Regions from separate parts of the Pan troglodytes genome. Here region 1 is linked to region 2. A link is a contact called in public HiChIP or PLAC-seq data. All regions are on one chromosome and are shown on one strand. Each heading gives the region's core, a stretch centred on a gene start, on an enhancer-like site or on the middle of the called end of the contact. The rest is flanking DNA. Distances are from core to core; before and after follow the strand shown. Region 1 holds the start of ABHD10 (abhydrolase domain containing 10, depalmitoylase). Region 2 holds the start of PHLDB2 (pleckstrin homology like domain family B member 2).

Evidence for each region. HiChIP or PLAC-seq counts read pairs in DNA pulled down with a chosen protein or histone mark.
Region 1: an H3K4me3 HiChIP or PLAC-seq map of stem cell-derived excitatory neurons shows a contact between it and region 2, with 3 times the contacts expected there. The contact joins the promoter of ABHD10 here to the promoter of PHLDB2 in region 2. A contact is called at or near these places in 5 of 7 Hi-C or Micro-C datasets (blood, induced pluripotent stem cells, a lymphoblastoid cell line and 2 more), 1 of 1 datasets of contacts at active chromatin or transcription factors (stem cell-derived excitatory neurons) and 1 of 1 other capture datasets (stem cell-derived neural stem cells).

The regions. Positions count from the first base shown.
Region 1 is chr2:115,311,740-115,316,544 of NHGRI_mPanTro3-v2.0_pri, reverse strand. It overlaps ABHD10 (abhydrolase domain containing 10, depalmitoylase), which reads right to left and starts at 3,239. Exons shown (of 5, transcript XM_001154093.6): 1 at 3,023-3,239; 2 at 256-439. The coding sequence starts at 3,164.
Region 2 is chr2:115,065,583-115,070,652 of NHGRI_mPanTro3-v2.0_pri, reverse strand. PHLDB2 (pleckstrin homology like domain family B member 2) reads right to left here and starts at 1,579. Exons shown (of 18, transcript XM_063806969.1): 1 at 1,372-1,579.

The sequences.
Region 1 (4,805 bases), core at 1,990-4,489, 240 kb before region 2:
CTAAAGAGCTTAGTTACCAATATTTCCCTTAAGATGTCCTTTTCTGCCAGGGTTGTCAGCGTGGCACAAAGGCCTTTAAAAAAGGTCTTTTAAAGGTTGCTTTTAAAATTACCCTAAATCACAAGATGCAAGTTTACAGACCATTAAAATAATGTATAAAAATGCTGGCATTTACTTCAACTGATTAGAACAGAAGTAATTCTCCACTGTAATGCTAACAGTAGCAATATTTTCTCAGTAATGTGTTGTTCCTACCTTATGCAGGCGTGACCTAGAGATTTGCAAAACTCCTCAATCGCCAACGCTTTTGTACCATTCATATAAGAAAGATAGCCAGGGATGAAGATAATTCCTGGACTTTTGCCTTTTAGCTTCTTATAAGCCAGGTTTGGAAGGTCTGGTCGATTAAGGAATGAGAGTGACGTCTTTTGTCTACAAGCTAAACAAAGTACACAAAAAGTAAACTATGGTTTGTAAATTCAGTCTTTGGAAAACCATATATATTTTCGATCTTAACTTTCTTATCTCAATGAATTGATGTTAAATACTATTTCCATTTAATAGAAAAAACAAGAACAGACTCAAAGTACTAAGTAAGTCTGTGCATGAGATCTCCAGTTTTAAAATCATGCCAACATCAGTAACTTCTTTGAGCAAAGTCCAATCTTGATTCTTCCAAAATACACAATGCGGTAGGAATTTCAAGACAACAAAAGACAGAGACTAATCGAAAAACATTTTCCTGTTGCTGCTTTATCATGTATCCTAAACAGTATCAATCAACATTCAGATTTACCCGCAATAGTTTCAGCCCTCTCTTGTGAGGTTTTTGGCTTTGTTTTTAAATTTATTTTTTGTTTGACAAGTTTCACATCCCTTATTTTCTTTCTTTTTTTTTTTTTTTTTTTTTTTTTGAGACAGGGTCTCACCTTGTCACTCAGGCTAGAGTGCAGTGGTGCAATCCTAGCTTACGGCAGCCTGGACTTCCTCGACTCCCCAGGCTCAAGCCATCGTCCCACCTCAGCCTCCCCAGTAGCTGCACTACACGCATGTACCACCACACCTGGTTAATTTTTGTATTTTTTGTGGAGACAGGGTCTCACTATGTTGCCCAGACTGGTCTCAAACTCCCAGGCTCAAGTGACCCTCCCACCTTGGCCTCCCATTGCTGAAATTACAGGTGTGAGCCACCATGCCTGGCCTTTCATCCCCTACTTTCTTGGGGGTCAGGGAAGAAACAGGTTTGGTCTGCCCTTGCAAAATTGTTTCAAAGGAGGACGTGCTGTGCCCTTTTTATTACTGACTCCCATCCACCTGCCCACCCATCTGCCTACCTCAACCAAGAAATCATGAGCCATGGTAACAACTCATAATTTTATTGTCAGCTGAGGTGGGTTCAATGAGCAGTTTCTTTAAAAATAACATATGATAGTATCGTTTTTGGAAAGAGATTTCTTATAGACCTATGCAATCACTTTGCGTTTTGTTGGTTTGGCTTTCTGTAAATGGTACACAGAGACTTTAGTGTAATTTAAGTACAACAGTACAATTGGTGAACTTCATAAGATTATTCTATTTCATCTTTTTCAAATTTTCCCCCATTATAAAATCCATACTTGCTCTTAAGAAACAAGTAGATATTTTTTTAAAAGAGTCATTTATAATCCCACCTCTTCTTTCCAAAGACACTAGTTTTGTGTACTTCCTTAGAGTCTTTGGACTAATACATTTTCTTTTTTTATATTAAATGAAGCCGTCCTCCACTTTGAAAACTTCTCAGTCTTCAGAAGAGAATCCATGTGTGCTGCTAAAGTTTTCCCCATTTTGTAATTAAGAAGTTGATTTTTTAAAGATGTAATTGAAGGCCTTAAAGCTATCCTTTTTACATAAAAGCTTGTTTCAAAGTATAGAGAAATATGCCAAATTTAAAACTTTTGGTAAGGACCAGTTATGTTGATCCACTCATGTTCATTTCCCATCTACTCAGCTGAGCACTAAAAAAAATTCTTACTATCCTCTTCCAGAAATCACCTCTCAAAACATAATTTCCCCGAGATGATTATAATTCATTTAATGTAAGTTCTAAGTAGACAGATTCATATAATTATATTCATAAATCGTCTTTGAACATAAGGATTAGTTCAGAGCCTGGTGCATAAGTGCTCAATGAATAAGTGCTAACTAGATGAAATAATATTATACTCTGGTTAATGAACTGACATACTACATTTTACTAGGAGTATTTGCATGTGTAACATGCCTTTTGGTTGCGCACAATTAAATGCAAGTTAATCTGATTATAAAAGTTTAAAAACTGGATACAAAAATCTCCATACAAAAGATCTCTGCCGTGACATTAATTACCACTCCAAGCACCATGCATCATCTGACAGCTACGTGGCAATGGTGTGAACCACACACAAAGCCAAAAAAATAAAAGGATCTAATTCAAAGACTATATATACATATACGAGGTTCTCTGATTTTTAGCCCAAATTCTAGTTTCATTTGTGCAATAATGATTATGGTTCTTTCACTGAGTGGGTGCAGCAAGAAAGCAGAACTAGAAATTAGGCTTATGAGGGCGTCTACACTTTTACAAAGAACATGCCTCGCATTGTTAGGTTCCCTAAACTCAAAGGAGAGTCAGTCTAAGCATTTTAGGAGTCACAATCTACAAATTCCTAGAAGTAACTAATAATAATGCATTAAACGCACATTTTAATTTTTTCTAGCGTTGGCCTTTAATGCAGGGGAGGCAGGTAAGGAGCAGGAGCTCTTTAAACTGCACAGTGTAAAACGCCAGCGAGGGCCCGGGGTGCCCAGAATGCCGCAGGGCCGCGGCAGAGCTCTCCTCACAGCCTTCACCAGAAGTCTACAAAGCGCCTAGAACTGGGGTGTTGAGAAAGGGGGAGGAGCATTTTTGAACCGGGCGCCAAAGACGCACGGCGCAGGCACGGTAACTGACGGAACCCGAGGCGTTCGAAAGAACGCATCCTACTCCCGCCTTTCGGACACTGACCTGGGAGCCACCGTGGCGCCCGCTGAGGTATCCGTGCAAGCAGCACGCTGAGGCCACGGTGGGGACCGAAGGGGACGGCTGCCCAGCCCCAGCTCCGACAAGGTACCCAGGCCGCCACAGCTGCCAAGCGCGCAACCGCCATCTTCGTAGTTGTCCCTGCACCCTGCAGTGTCCCACAGAGGAGCACACTACGCAACGGAACCGAGGCTGCGCATGCGCTTCAGGCTGGAAGGCGGAACTTGCCGAAGAGCTCCCCGCACGATTTTCAGCTTGCGAAGAGCGCACATGCGCAGAGCGTCGTGGCTCTTTCCTTTCTTTTAGACTGTTGGTTCTACTGGTAGCGGGGTTTGGCTTGGGGCCTTTAGGATGTTTTGAGTGGCGTCGGGAGGCTGCCCTATCAGCGGGCTGATAGATACTACAGAGCTGGAAGCTCAGAAAGGAACCCTATCCAACGGTCCTAGATGGGAAACCGTCTCCTGTCGAGGACACCAGGCTTGCTGCATCACCTGCAATCCCGCCGACCGCGTGACAGTTTTAACCTGTACTGGAAATGCTCCCAAGATCTGACATTAATCTCGCCTGTATAACCTGGAATGGTATCGGACATTCCCCGCTCTAGATCTATATGCCTGATTAACGAAATACTGAATTATCTTGGCCCCTTCCTCGTGCTGTATGCGAAAATAAATTTCAGTAAAAAAAAGATTTCAACGGAAGAATACAACTGAGAGGATTAAATAAATTTTAGGAGAATATTATATAATCCGGGGACAGAAGGGACTTTCTTAACCAAGATTTCAAAACCCCAACATCATAAATAAAAAATATATTTGTATACGAATTTAAACTTTTTGAATGGCAAAAGACATCTCAAGTTAAGAGCCTAGAAAAATGGATTTTGTAGCATAGATACATTAATACTTCTATTCAGCCTGCTCCTATAAATAAAAAATATAATTCAAATAAAATTGGCCAACAGCTATAAATAGGCAGCCCATATAAGGAAACATGATGCTCAAACTCACTAAATGAAAAACTGGAATTAAAAAAATAATGCCTTTTTCCTCCCATTCAGTTGGCAAAAAGGAAAAATAATTGGCAAGGATGCTAGACACTAGCACTTATGTATGATTGCTAGGAAGGTGAATTACTAAAATTTGTTGTCAAGTAATATGGCCACATCTATTACAGTTTTAAAATATGCATCCATTCCAGTGCCTTTTAACGCAGTGGCACCAATTTGTGATTATGCTATAGAAAACAACACTAGTTCTTAAGACTGCATATTATCTACTACACCGTTTTTAGAGGCAAAGAGAAGGAAAAAAATGGGAATGGCTAACAATAGAAAAATAGTTGAATAAATTGTAGTACAAGGGTTTCCGGACTCCAGCTCTAAATACCTTTCAAACTAATTCCTGGGGGCCTCAAGCATCAACCATGGAGTTTTACGTAGTAGTTTCCTATTTAAAAGTTATGGTGGCTTGTGTAATACTTTGAGTGTATATAAGATAGTAAAGTAACTTTTATTATCCTGGTTATAAATTTGGGCGGCAGTAATTGGTACCAGAATTAAAGGCAAAGTTTGGACATAGTGAATCCAGCATGTCTTTGGAGTCATGAGAACCTGGACTGTTGGAACAGTCTGGAACAGTTAGACTAAGACTGAATAGATCTCTTTCTTGAGAGGTGGGATGCCTCTCTCTACTAAGGACATATAGTTAAGGACAGCAACTTGATTTCAGGACATACTCCAAAAGATGCTGAGCTATGTTGCCCGTTC
Region 2 (5,070 bases), core at 330-2,829:
AATGGCCTCCACTCTTGCATCTAGTTAACTGCCTCAGACACTAAATATTCAGCCACAAACCTTACCTGAGGGGAGTCACTTCAGTTCCACAACTGATTGACAAAAATAATGTCAAACATTACCTTGTCCTACATGACCCAACTCCTTCCCTAAAGGGAGTTCAGAAAAATAGGGCTTCAGCATTACTAGGCTTCTAACTAATGACTATAGGAGCCAGGAACCACTGCACAGGCCTGAAAGTTGTATGTGGTGACCATATGACAACATTTCTGCAATTAGAGGAGTTATATTCAGACTTAAGGAAGAGTGAATCATATTAGATAAAAATTACATATTTCTAGAATGTATAGACTTGAAGGGGAAAATTTCCGTGTTTTCCTTGGTGATTACTTTATAACTTTATTCTTCCTCAAGAATCACTCAATAACTTGTTTCATAGTTATCATCTCCTTCTTCCCCATAGACCTCTAGTGATGAGGGAAGCTCCCTCCAAAGCCACAAGCTTTGTACATAGAGTGGCATTGGGATCAGGTTTGCATATTAGTTTTGTTCATGTTTGTTTATCATTGAGCTGGGGAAGGGGGGTCTTGGGATATTTACTATTCTCGGAAGGAGAAAAACTTACTTCTGGTGAGAAGAGAATCTGGACTATAGCTTCAGAGGAGCATTTCTTCTGTGTTGCCCATGCCTTTGCTACAGAGGGACTCAGGCCAGCAAAGGCTTTGGTGGTCCTCCTGATTCAGGGTAAGAAACAGCCTAGTCTCAGTAAATGATTGACCTGGCTGCCGATGTGATAAGCTTAGGTAAATAGGCTTGATTCTGCTCCAGTAATTTCAGGACTTTTAACTCTCTAGGTTCCAAAGCAGAAAAATATACGTGACTTCCTGGGAGAGCCTATCATATGAGGTTGACAGCCCTGTGAATGGACAGTATATTTCTCAGAATGTATTATTCTATACCATATACCACAATATATGTACACTGTCCTCTCTGGTATGTCTTGAAAATTGAAAAAAATTATGCAACGAAAATTCTGGAACAAAACCATGCTTGTGGAGTTACCACCAATGAAATCATTTTAATAAATCGCACATATAATTTGTTATAATGAAAAATTTTTAAAAAACCTTTCAAGTTTCTGAAATACATACAGGAGCAACAACAATTTTCAGAAGAGAGAGAAGACAGAAGGAAAATACAGCCTGCTTTCCAGAACAGGCTGATAGAAAAATGACTGAATTCAGACACACACCCAGGTCTACCATATCTCCTTCAGCAGGCCCTCCTCAGAGACACTCTGGTGACAAGGCTGTATATGGTGCTCATTTTGTGATTACGAGAGAAGGGCCAGTGACCAGAGAGATCACCTACCTTGTCTGCTGCTTTTCAATCCTGACTCTTCCCTCAGCTTCTTTCCTGACTCAGCAGGGATGGCCCATGGCTGTTCTAGTGATTGCTGAAGAGAGTGGGATGTTGGGAAGACACATTAACACAGGTTTCTCCTTTTCCCCAAGCATGAAGGTAAGGTTCCTTTCCACTTCCTTTCCTGCTCTCTCTGGCCTCTGCAGACTGTGGTCACAGGCAGCAACTTGCTTGCAGCCAGGTATATTGACAGATGTGAAGGAGGGAGTCTGCCCTGGCCTCAGCCGCCTGGTCTAGCCAATCATTACACACCAGGACAGACTGCTAGTCCTGCTTAAATCCAACCAGAGCTGCATGGAAAAATCAGATGGCAGGACTGTGGGGGGCAGAAAGCACAGTCTGATAGCCATTGGCTATCCAGAAAAGTGATTCCCTTGTAACTGCATCTGGGAAGTGGACAAGAGGCCCCGAGAATAGTTTATAGAGGAAACGAAATTTTTATTCCTTTAGATTTCAGCAATCTCGGAGGGAAATCTGGAAGTCACTTTATCAAATGTCCTATTTAATAGTGGAGTTTCTTCTATTAAATTCTTGTATGGTGAGAAGCATCTGGTAGTTTTTTAAATAAATATGGCTACCATTCATTGAGAGAGTATTATATGTTATGCATTTCATGAATATTACCACAAATCCTGATGGTAATGTTGAGATTTTATTTCTATTTTATGCACAAGGGAACAAAGGCTCAAAGGGGTAATGGTCATGCAACTAGTAGGTACTGAAGCCAAGATTTGAATCCAGATCTGTTCTAATACCTGCACCAGCATCAATAAGCCTTTCCGCACGTTCTGTGGTAGGTTGAATTATAGCCCCCCAAAAATGTCCACATCCTAATCTTCAGAACCTATGAGTATGTTATCTTACATGGTAAAAGGGACTTTGCAGATGTGGTCAAGTTAAGGATCTTCAGATGGGAGATTATGCTGGCTTATCCAGGTGGGCCCAGTGTAATCACAGGGGTCCTTATGAAAGGTCAGAATAAGAGAAAGAGATGTGATGGCCTATAATCCCAGCACTTCGGGAGGCCAAGGGGGGCAGATCACAAGGTCAGGAGATCGAGACCATCCTGGCTAACACAGTGAAACCCTGTCTCTACTAAAAATACAAAAAATTAGCTGGGCGTAGTGGCGGGCACCTGTATAGTCCCAGCTACTCGGGAGGCTGAGGCAGGAGAATGGCGTGAACCCAAGAGGCAGAGCTTGCAGTGAGCAGAGATCGCACCACTGCACTCCAGCCTGGGCAACAGAGTGAGACTCCGTCTCAAAAAAAAAAAAAAAAAAGAGAAAGAGATGTGATGACAGAAGCAGGGTAAGCGATTGATATGCTGCTGGCTTTGAAGGTAGAGGAAGGGGCCACAAACCAAGGAATGCAGGCCGCTTCTAGAAGCTGAAAAGGCAAGGAAGTGGATTCTACTCTAGGGCCTCTAGAAGGAGCATGGCCCCACTGACCATTTTAAACTTCTGACTCTAGACCTGCAAGGTAATACATTTGTACTGTTGTAATCTACCAAGTTTGTGGTAATTTTTTATAGGAACTATAGAAAATGAATACACATTTCCTCAGAAATACTCTTTATGATGGTGAGATCACTGTCTCACTTAGTTTCCTATTCTATAAAGGAATACTCTTTATCAAGCTAAGCTCGACCTTCTTAAAATGGCCATTCATTGGTCCTAGCTCTTCCCCGCACATAAGGCACTCCGGGAGGCAGCTGGAAATGGTGGCAAACAGTACTGGGAAGGGAATCAGAATCTGGATTCTAGTCCTACCTCTGCCTTAGCCAGTCAGTTCTCTCTGGCTTTCAGTTTTCTCTCCTGTAACATTAATGCCTTGTACAAATGTTCTTTGATGCCTTCTATATCTGAAGCCATAATATTCTAAACTCAAGTCATGTAACAATTTAAAAATACTTGAGGATATCCCTGTCACCTTGCTCCAAATGTTTCCTGTTCCAACTACCCCAGTTTTCCATGTGACATGACTTCTGGACCCTTCCATCTCCAAACTGCTCTTCTCTATGAAGGCTCCAATTTAGCCATTTCCCTCTGAAATGTGGTGCCCAAGTCTTCACATAGTGCCCCTGCCATTTCTTGTCTGCTAGTGTGCCTGGTTCTGCTGGCTCCTCTGACCACACTCTCTTGCTGGGTCTCATCTAACTATTCCTTAGGATCCTTTGAACTTGGCCTAGTCTGTTTCTTTTCAAGTTGTCTGATCTGACCTTACCTCTCGAAACAGAGCACCTATAGTGAACAATTCCACAAGAATCTTAGATTTTTTTTTATAGGAAGGACAAAGACTTGCCAGTGCTAGCCTAAATTAGTCAGCCTTGCTTGCTTAACAACATTTAAATGATAATGCATTCTCATAGGCCCTTGAAAGGCGGTGGTTTATCACATTTTAAGATCATAAATTCTTTGAGAATTTGATGCAAGTTATGGGTCCTCTACCAGAAAAAAGTGCACATACATCTAAAATTGTCTGTGTCATTTTGGGGCACTTCAGCCCCCCTGAAGTAGTTCACTACCCCTCTGATGTGTGGTAAGTTAGTTCTACACTCACAAGTTGTTGGTGGGGGAAGTTTTTACAAAAGGCAGCCTAACATTTTCTTCCAGATCTCCTTATACTTCATGGAGGTCCTAGAAACACCTCCTGGAACTGTATTGTGCAAATGCCCAGTGAGGATCAAGGTAGGAAAGTCTCCAGGCTAAAAAGTAGCTCAGTTCTCAGGTTAAACAAAAAAACAGCATTCAGTGGCCTCCTTTTACAAGAATATTGCTTCTTATGGCCTTTCTCTACAGGATAAATCCTATTCTTTAGATGCTTAGCTCCTTAGATTAAAGCCATCTGCCTGCCTAAGGCTTCCCTCAATTGCATGATGCTACTGGACAGAGGCTGACACTGCTGTGGCCTCCTCCCCACCCATGCTGTCCAAAAACACTGACTGCCCAGCTGTGAAAACACCCTGGTCTGACTAGTGCTTTTGTCTCACTGGCACTTGTCCAGGCCATCCCGGGTGAGGTTTGAGGCACATGGGCTTTGGCCACTGTCCCTCCCTTGCAACCTCCCACCCTCTCTGAGAATGAAAGGTTTCAAGTCTTAAAAATAATAACACTCCTTTGGTCATACCGAGTAGATTTGCAGAGGGATAAACACGATCACTTCTTGCTGATCAGGAAGAATTCCTTAGGAAAAAAAACACAACAAAAATCCAGGACATTCAGGCAACCTGACTTCAGGGATTAACAGAGAGGGAATTAGTTTCAAAGTTGAAGAAATGGAGTTTACTCTGCGTTTCTTGTTTGTCAAGCTCAGCCATAGGTGGGACTCAGTGACTCCATGACCTTTCTTTCCCTAGTTTAAACTGCTCTACAGGACAACATGGAGATAGATTATCTGAGCATGGACTTCCACAGGAAACATAAAGGAAGTTCCCTTATGAAAAAAACAGATAATTTTCTATTCCAAATAGCAGTTTCTTCATGTATTTAGTTACTAAGAAATGTTTAGGAAGAACAAAGTCAAACCCAGTTCTAAGCAAAAATGAGTGGTACAATAAACTGTATTTTTTTTTTTCAACCTGGAAAGGATCATAAACTTAGGTCATTCTCATAGCTTTTTCGTAGTGGGCTCTTCAAAAAACTTAGATAA